Linked DNA regions of Mus musculus: all the other regions are linked to region 1. A link is a contact called in public HiChIP or PLAC-seq and promoter capture Hi-C data. All regions are on one chromosome and are shown on one strand. The core of a region is the stretch at or near the end of the contact, and the rest is flanking DNA. Distances in the headings are between cores, read along the strand shown.

What was found. Promoter capture Hi-C pulls out the DNA fragments that hold promoters and counts their contacts. HiChIP or PLAC-seq counts read pairs in DNA pulled down with a chosen protein or histone mark.
Region 2: a promoter capture Hi-C map of embryonic stem cells shows a contact between it and region 1, with 4 times the contacts expected there. The contact joins the enhancer-like site here to the promoter of Rhoj in region 1. A contact is called at or near these places in 11 of 39 promoter capture datasets (the HPC-7 cell line, HPC-7-derived erythroid cells, cranial neural crest and 5 more) and 1 of 115 datasets of contacts at active chromatin or transcription factors (bone marrow-derived macrophages).
Region 3: a contact with region 1 is called in an H3K4me3 HiChIP or PLAC-seq map of bone marrow-derived macrophages, with 8 times the contacts expected there. The contact joins the enhancer-like site here to the promoter of Rhoj in region 1. A contact is called at or near these places in 9 of 39 promoter capture datasets (the 3T3-L1 cell line, HPC-7-derived erythroid cells, cranial neural crest and 5 more), 3 of 115 datasets of contacts at active chromatin or transcription factors (bone marrow-derived macrophages, embryonic stem cells and stem cell-derived neural progenitor cells) and 1 of 9 other capture datasets (liver).

What each region holds. Positions count from the first base shown.
Region 1 is chr12:75,306,602-75,309,672 of GRCm38.p6, forward strand. Rhoj (ras homolog family member J) reads left to right here and starts at 1,712. Exons shown (of 5, transcript NM_023275.2): 1 at 1,712-2,400. The coding sequence starts at 2,223.
Region 2 is chr12:74,218,821-74,221,614 of GRCm38.p6, forward strand. The region is part of intron 3 of Syt16 (synaptotagmin XVI); the gene reads left to right. Among named protein-coding and RNA genes, the nearest start is that of 1700086L19Rik, 64 kb to the right of the region's middle. Within about 2 kb of position 1,286, at least 4 of the 459 cell types and tissues checked have an H3K27ac peak or open chromatin away from gene starts, as enhancers often do.
Region 3 is chr12:74,191,126-74,194,111 of GRCm38.p6, forward strand. All of the region lies in intron 3 of Syt16 (synaptotagmin XVI), which reads left to right. Among named protein-coding and RNA genes, the nearest start is that of Gm40889, 52 kb to the left of the region's middle. Within about 2 kb of position 1,601, at least 22 of the 459 cell types and tissues checked have an H3K27ac peak or open chromatin away from gene starts, as enhancers often do. A contact at or near this core is called in bone marrow-derived macrophages, where this site is marked.

The DNA.
Region 1 (3,071 bases), core at 462-2,961:
GCTGTTCATCAGTGTGTGGTACTTCCCTCCCAGCTCAGGGTAGGATGATGCTTCTGACCCTTCAGTTGAGCCCCTATAAGCGTGCAACTTGTTCTGGCCAGGGAATGTTAGCAGAGGGTCACTTCCTAAAGAAAACAGAGCCAGAGTTTCTCCATGTCCATTTCCTCACCTGCCATGGTGTGCATGACAGTTCAATCAGCCCCAACCCTGAATAAAAAGAACAATGCTGTATACAAGATACACAGGAGGGGGGGAGGGGGAGGGGGAGGAGAAAAAGGAGGGAGGAGAAAAGGGAAGAGGAAGAGGAAAAGGAGGTGGAGGAGAAGGAAACGGAGGGTGCAGAGGAGAAGGAGGGGAGGAGAAGGGGAGGAGAAAAAGGAGGAGGAAAGGAAGGAAGGAGGAAAAGAAGAGGGAAGAGGAAAAGGAGGAGGAAGAAGAAGAAAGAAAGAGAGAGAGAGAGAGAGAGAGAAAGAAAGAAAGAAAGAACGAAAGGAAGGAAGGAAGGAAGGAAGGAAGGAAGGAAGGAAGGAAGGAAGGAAGGAAGAAAGAGAAAGTTATTTCGAATTCTGAACTTTGGGGATTATTGTTATGGTAACATAACATCCCTGATACACTCTATACCTAATTGAAATGTTTTTCTTTCATAGGAAAGAAATGTTGGGGCACCAAGCATCATGGCAAGTTTTACTCTATTCAAAACAGAAGAGGTGTGGACTCTGTACCTTGACAGCATGCACATGAGTTGTAGGTACCTAAGTTACTGACAGTCACTAAAGCTGACTTTTCCCCGTCCCGGCCACAGTGAAACCGCTCAAAGCCCTTAGATAATCTGCAATCTTCAAAATCTCATAGGAAAGCAAAGGGTTTTTTTTACTTTAACCCATTCGTCAAAATCATTTGTAGGTTCACGTTGTCCATTATCAAATGGGGCTTCGTTCTCAGGCACCAAACTGGCTGCTATGCGCCTGTGTCATTGAGGAGAGCTGGGCCTACCCAGGGGGAGATGATTCGAAGAAAAGGAGAAGCCTCTATGCATACACAGCATTAGAGACTCTAACCAAGCCAAAAGGCCACACTATGTGCCTCTCTCTCTCACTTCCAAAAGTGTGAGTCCTGAGCTCAGCATATCTGATTGAGCCCAATATCTGATTGATTTCCTCTGTTTAAAAAAAAATCATTGGGGTTGTTTTGGGGAGTCTGAAATGTATATTTGAGCATTGTGCTCAAACACAGACTTGTAAACTTGGTCACTCATAATATACCTACAACCTGCACAACGTTCCCCCCTCTTCAAAATCGTGTGACTCTGGAAGATTTCCTTCCTTGTTGCGGAAAAGAATTGCTTGAGATTCTCGTTTAAGGGAAAAAAAAACTGTCGATTTGAACTGGTGAGTCAGGGAGGGAGGATGACGTCATATGTTAGCCTGCAATCCCTATGAGGTCCTCTCAGCTCCCTCAAGCTCTCAAACTCAGTCCTCTCCCTAGTTTCCGCGGCAGACACTGCTCCCCGGGTTCCATCCTTTCTTCTTTGGCTTCTTCCCAGCCACAAGCCAGCAGCCTGGCTAGCTAGCAGGGGATAAAGCAGGAAGTTTGACAGCTTAAGCTGGCTGCAGGACCCCTAGTGTTTTCCCCTCTCCGTGTCCTGGCCTGGTTCCCCAGAAGTCCAAACACACGCACAGAGCCCCATTGTTGCCGCCTTCCCCGGCCCACTGATCCTAATATGGAATGCAGCAGGAAACCCACGATTTCCTGACACTCGGCAAGCTGGAGGAAGCGAGGGGGGGGAAACTCCGTTTAAAAGCCCTTCTCTCCTCCATATTAGTTGTGTGGTGGAAAACCGGGCAGGAGTTATCCAAATCCCACCGTGTCATTAGCCAGGCTGGGGATGGGGAGGGTAGAGTGAGATTCTCACGGGCTGCTGATATTTCTAGACTGCCAGGAAGTCCCGGGAAGTCTATGGACATGAGAGTTTCTTAACTCCAGCTCTACCCCCAACTCCACTTCTCCGTTGGGATTGGGAGAAAGGGACAGACCCTTTTCATCCCTCCTCCCAAGAGTGCCTTCCTTCTCCAGCATGGTGAGCTGCGGGGCTCGAGTGTGTCTGGGCTGTGCCTGGGAGAGCCCGGCCAGCCAGAGTCAGGCCGCCTGAGCTCCAGCCTGGGGCCGGTGCCACCGCTCCATGCACTGCAGAAGCCCCAGCAGCTGCTGCGGGAGCCGCCAACATGAGCTGCAGAGAGAGGACCGACAGCAGCTGCGGCTGCAATGGACATGAGGAGAACAGGATCCTGAAGTGCGTGGTGGTCGGGGACGGCGCGGTGGGGAAGACCTGCTTGCTGATGAGCTACGCCAACGACGCCTTCCCAGAGGAATACGTGCCCACTGTGTTTGACCACTACGCAGGTAGGAAAGCGTGGGGACCAACTCCGTCTAGATGAGCGGTGGGGTTCTGGGCACAGCTACCTAGCGTTCAGAGGGACCTGGCTTTCGCCAGAAAGTCACAGACTGATGTGGATCTGGCAGGTACCAGGTAACTCCATCAAGAATGGTGCTAGGATCCTGCGGAGACCCTGTACATCCATTCACATGCTTCTCCTATTGAAACAAATGTGCAATCCTGGGGAAATATCCTCCAGAAATGTTTCTCAACATTTTTGCCTAAACTTTCTTCAACTTTTCACGGTAATTATTTTTTTTTGAAGTGTAGTGTATTGCAAAATATTCCATTTTAAAAAAATCACCGCTAGACACATGGAAAGTGTTCTACTCTCTAAACTTTTTCTACTCCATGCTAGTCATGATCAAACGGCTAATAGAACCAGCTAATAAAACCTTCTTTTTTTTTTTTCCTGGATTACTTGGGGCTTAAATTTTGTACTTTCACTCTTCTGGGATGGTAGATAAGGAGAAAAGTGTCCCACGCTTTTAAATACTAAGTGGAAAATTAAGTAAAAGATGGCTATGTTTTTTAAAGTAAAAAATTCAAATGCAATTAAATCGTTTTCAACTATGTCCTGAAAAGACAAATTTGAGTATCTAGTATTTTAAACCGTGATCACCCCGATGCTGTAGTC
Region 2 (2,794 bases), core at 36-2,535, 1.1 Mb before region 1:
CATGGTCAAACTTCTATTACTGTGATGAGATGAGAATGTGTGGTTCGCTTACATTAGAACACTAGTTCATTATTGTAATGGAAGGAAACATGACACCATGCAGGCAGACATGATGCTGGAGAGGTAGCCTAGAGTTCTACATCTCATCATCTCAGCAGACAGGAGAGAGAGAGAGAGAGAGAGAGAGAGAGAGAGAGAGAGGGAGAGGGGGAGGGGAAGAGGGAGAGGGAGAGGGGGAGGGGGAGGGGGAGGGGGAAGGAGAGGGAGAGGGAGAGGGAGAGGGAGAGGGAGAGGGAGAGGGAGAGGGAGAGGGAGAGGGAGAGGGAGAGGGAGAGAGACACTGGGCTTGGCTGAAGCATCTGAAACCTCAAAGCCCACCCATAGTGACACACTTCCTCTAACAAGGCCACACCTACTCCAGGAAAGTCATACTTTCTAACAGTGCCACTCCTTGTGGTGACCAAACAGTCAAATCTATGAGCCTCTGAGGGCCATTCCTACTCAAACCACCCCAATCCTGCTGGAGGCTCAGTATTGGATTATCTCTGTCACTTGGATAGCATCACTGTCAATGCCCAGTGGCACTCAGGAGAGAGTTCAGGTATCCCTTTTAGACAGAGAATGCTCCGAGATCCTTGGGAAGGGAGACTTAGAATAGCAGCTGCTGTTATACTTAAATTGGATGCAAAGTGATAGGCAGTTATCCTGCATCCTGCCCACACTCATGTGGACCAGCAGCCCTTCTCACCATACTGCTCCTTCATCTAGCAAAGAGGATACGGCCTTTTGGCAGACTGAAGGCAAAGCTTTTCTCTTCACCCAAAGAGTAGTCTAGACATGGCTCTATTTCCTGATGTGATGACATTTGATGATATGCAAAACGTTTAGGAATATAGGTTCTGTGTTCAAGTTCCAACTTTGTTACTTTTCTTTGTTTTCTGGTATAATTTATTTAACTTTTTGTCAGTGTACAATGGGAAAAATAATACTCTGTCATAACTAAATGTGATATACAAAGTTCCAAGAAGAGTGGATGTTGAGGATATAGCAGATGCTATAGTTACCATATGATTAGCATAAGTAAGGAGAAGCCTTCCTATGTGACTCATTGGAGAAAATTACCTGCATTTTAATTATAGTTAATAATTTTCTAGGTATAGAAGTATTCTACATTGACACATACATCTGAAATGAATGACTTGTGGCCGTTTAAACTTTAAAAACTGTCCTAAGTGTAGAAGGACAGCCTGCTTTGACTCAAATACGGACCTACCGTTATCTGTAGCTACCACTGCTGGACTTCTGTCTGACTCACCCTTTTCCTTCCCCGCCCCCTGCTTCCTATCCTCTTGTCTCTTCCACTCTATTCTCTTTTTCTTTTCCAAGGAAAGGTCCCAAGAATCACAGAGTTGGGAAGAGTGCTGATGGATGTTAATGTCAACCACCCCTCCCATTTGTTCCCTTGGCCATGTCCTGGGAGCTTAGCTGATTCTGCCCTCTAAAGTAGAGGAAATGTCACTGTATTCCTATTGACCTCTGGTTTTCTCCTTCATGTGCTGGTTCATCCTATACCAGAATACTAAGCCGAACACAAATAGGAACGAGGAAATTAATCATTGTCGGGGTTTTCTGGTGGGATGCTTCCTGTGCCCGATTATTGAAATATTAATGAGATCTAGTTTCTTTGGACTTTTTTTTCTACTACCATGGTGCTGGAAAGAACTAGTAACATTAAGGTGAAATAAGTAAATACTCTTGTTCATAGAGCAGATACTCCATGGAGATCAGCAAAAAAAAAAAAAAAAAAAAAAAAAAAAGGATTGAATATTGATGGCCATCAGTCAGCAGTGATGGACTTGAGGAACTTGCAAAAACTGAGGAAATAATGGAGACATTAAAAATGACCCCAAAGAATGGATAGAGGACCCAAGAAGTTAAGGGACTTAGTCATATAGCAGCTAACATGAGCAAGCATTATAAGGACCTCCCCCATACCCATTACTTAGCAACTCCAGCCTGCTTTGACTCAAATACAGACCTACCTTTATCTGTAGCTACCACTGCTGGACTTCTGTCTGACTCACCCTTTCCTTCCCCGCCCCCTGCTTCCTATCTTCTTGTTTCTTCCACTCTATTCTCTCTCTTTTTCTTTTCCAAGGAAGGGTCCCAAGAAACAGAAATTTCTCCACATTTCAGGAATGCCATTGATAAGGTAAAATACAAGAATGATTTTATAGAACATAAAAGGAGCCTGTCACCCAATTTAAGGGTAAAAGAATGATGTTCTGAAAAGCTACAATATCTGAATAGAAACCTTAAAGACATTTTAACTAGTCTAGATGGGAGGCTGGGTATGAGTATTCAGTCATAGGGAACAGTGCACTAGGGTGCATGTGTATGCTCTGGCTTGTGATAACACCGGGTGTTCACAAAATGCTCAATATTTAATATACTCACCATGAAGCCAGCCTTGTTTTATGTAATAGGAAGACACTAGTTAACAAAGGATGGGATAGGTTTATTTTTATAGACGTTCTAGAGGAGAAGATGGGATGCGGGTGAGAGCTAGTCAAGGATAGATGATCAGGGAAGCTTTCAGAATGCAAGGACAGTCAGTCTGAGCCCCAAATGGGAAGGAGCCAGCATTATGAGAGTCTCTGAGAGGCAGAAGGAACATGAAAGGCAAAGAACACCAAATCATGAGTGATAGTTAGAGAGACTAAGAGACTACAAGTGTGCTGGTAGGAAAACGCTCAAGAAATTGAAATGAATTCACATGTCTGTGAATTTCTGA
Region 3 (2,986 bases), core at 351-2,850, 1.1 Mb before region 1:
AAAGAGCAGCAAAGAAAATTTCAAGGCATAAAGCTGTGTAGGGATTTAACTGAGTGTAAAGAGGCAGGTGAATTGCCTGCCAATGACCAGAGAGGTGAGAAGGGATGCTGGGAGTGGGGTATGCGTTGGGGTATGGTAGGGTAGGGGGGTTAGGGTGGGGGTGGGGGTGGAAGTGGAGGTTGGGGGGGGGGTGAATAGAGCAGGAAGAATGGGCTAGAGGACCTGGAAATCTGAATGAGCAGAAGAGCACAGAGAAGATGGAAAGCCAAGTTGCAAAAGAAAGTCAAGTTACAAAAAGCTTTATAAAAACAACAACAACAAGAAATGTGTGTTAGCATTTTTAGCATCTGAACACCTTAATAAAATTGAAAATTCCCTAGTTATGTGGGATGTTAAGAAAATTTTTGTCATTTTCTTCTTTGTGGAAAAAAAAAAAACCTACTTATTCTTTCTGGTTCAGTTCCATTCTCTCTAAGACAGTAAGCAAGATAGCATACATTCTTAAAGGTCTATTAGTGAATGACATTTAAGAGACTCAAAGAGCAGGAGTGGAAGATGGTTTAGTGGGTAAAAATGCTTGCTAACTAAGCCTGAGGGCCTGAGTTTAATCCCCGGGACACACAGAAAGGTAGAGAAGAGTCCACAAAAGTTGTCTTCCTTGACACTCGTGTTTATACACATATGCATATATGTATGTGTGTATATATGTGTGTGTGTGTGTGTGTATACATATATATATATATATATATATATGAATCAATTACTTAAGATTCTTACAAGTAGGAATGATTCAATCCCATTATTTTGTAACTTTTATTAGCATAGGATGGGCATGATTACCTAAAGCATAAAAATTCATATTTGAGTTTACAAGTATATTATTTATATTAGTTTATAAGACATCAAGGATAGGAATGCTGGGTATCCTTTAGCTCTAAGTGGTTAGTTTTTCAGCAAAGCTCTCCTAGAAATTTTGGAAATCTCTTTAAACATAACAGTGCTAGACTGTGAAATTCAAACTTAGTTAAAAACTCATTAAGGTAAACCTGACACACTTAAAACGTCACGTCACTTGCAGGTAGGCTTGGCTGGTGGGCTTGACAACAGAATATGTGGGTAGAACGTCTTCTTGCTTGTTTGGTTCAGCATATTTCCTTCTAATGAAAATATTCTTGTAGTTAATGAAGAAATGATCTCTAATTATTTAGCCATCTGAATTTCTGTAGTTTTGAAAATACACCAGCTATTAAATGTAAATCTAGCAGAGGGGATAAATGGCAGAATCATCCACTTTTAAAAGACATTTTATAAAGTCCAAGATTACTGTGCTGTTAGTAAAATAAGCTTAAGGACAAATATCTCCCACCAAGTTACAAAATGTGTTAGTTCAGAAAGTGCATCAATGATTAAATACTAATTTAGTTTCAAAATATTGAAAAGGAGCAGGATCATTGAAAAGTATTTGCTATGATGCTTTATACAGCAGAAGTAAAACTGCTCCTTTGGTTGGGCTATGAATAGACTCAAGTCAGGGTTTCCTCTCATGTGCCAAGAGGAAGTGGTTCTTTGATAAAATGACACACCAGTGACTAAGTGTGAGTCTTGGTCATCCCAGCAGGGATGTCCCTGCTTCCCTGTCGCAATGCACAAATCAGAACCTGGGATAGCATAGATCACTTTTCATTTTCAAAACAAGGACACACATTCTGGAAGAGGCTTAATATTAGTCACGCATCAACTGAGTGATCTGACAAGAAGAAGTTCACGAACCATCACGAAGACAGCACACAAGAGCCCAGAAGAGGCAGAGAGTGGAAGTTTTGAATGAGAACTGGTTATGGAGATGAACGCTGGGAGAGATGCCATATAATGTATCAAATATCAAATAAAAAAAAAGTTTACTTAGACCACACGCAAGATGAACTCAAAGCTGATCATGAACCAAAATATAAAAGCTAAAATGTGTAGAGAGTAACTGTTTGTTAATCTTGGTGACTTTGGGTTGGAGAAAGCATTATGGAGCCTAATGCTAAAAGTACAAGTGAGAGAGATAAAAAAGCTGTGCTGGATCTCACCAACACTGGAGACTTTTGTGCTGCATATGATATCAATAAGCAAAGTGAAAAGACCCTGTAAATGTTATACCCAATAAGGCACTTATATCTAGACTATATAAGGAATTCTTAAGAATAGAGGAAGGACTTGAATAGAGAAGTCAGAGAAAAATATATTAAAGAGTCAATGAGCAAACAAAAAGCAGTTTCAATGTCAGGGAAGAGCAACCTTGTGCTGGAAGAGGAAAGTTCTGCAGTCTCCCTGTCAGTCTGGTAGAGTAACAAACTCTGGGTTGTTCCTCCACTTCCATCCCAGGCATGAATGCAAGAGAAATGAAAATGCAGGTCTGTGTGAAATTAGCATACGTACAGCAACATCATTCATAACAGCTAGGAAATGAAAACAGCCTGTCAATCAATTCATATGTGGATAGGCACCATGTGGTAGGCCTCCATAATGGAAAAAATTACTTACCTCTAAAAAGAATGAACACCAGGTTTCTGTGCCCCATGTGGTGGTGCATATTACAACAAAGACAAACCTTGAGGAGATTATGCTAAGTGAAATAAGTCACTCAGTAAAAGAACACAGAAGGCACGTTTTATATAGAAGTGCCCCATAAGCCACCATTGCATATAGAAAGAAAAGTAGGTTGATGGCTGACTGTGGCTGTGGAGGTGGGGTTGGTGAGAGGCGAAGCATAGAGTTCCAGTTGACAGTGATGAAGGGGTCTAAAGTTGATCATGGTGATGGCTGCAAAGTTTTTCACATCATTGGACTATGTGTTTTAATTAATGAATTGTATGCTATGTGGTTATGTCACAGCTAAGCTGTTAAAAAGCCATCTTCCTGAACAAACATTTCCTGCATTCACTTTCTAGAAAAACAACAGAAAATTTTCTGGTCTGGGGGTGGCCTTGACTGACCATCA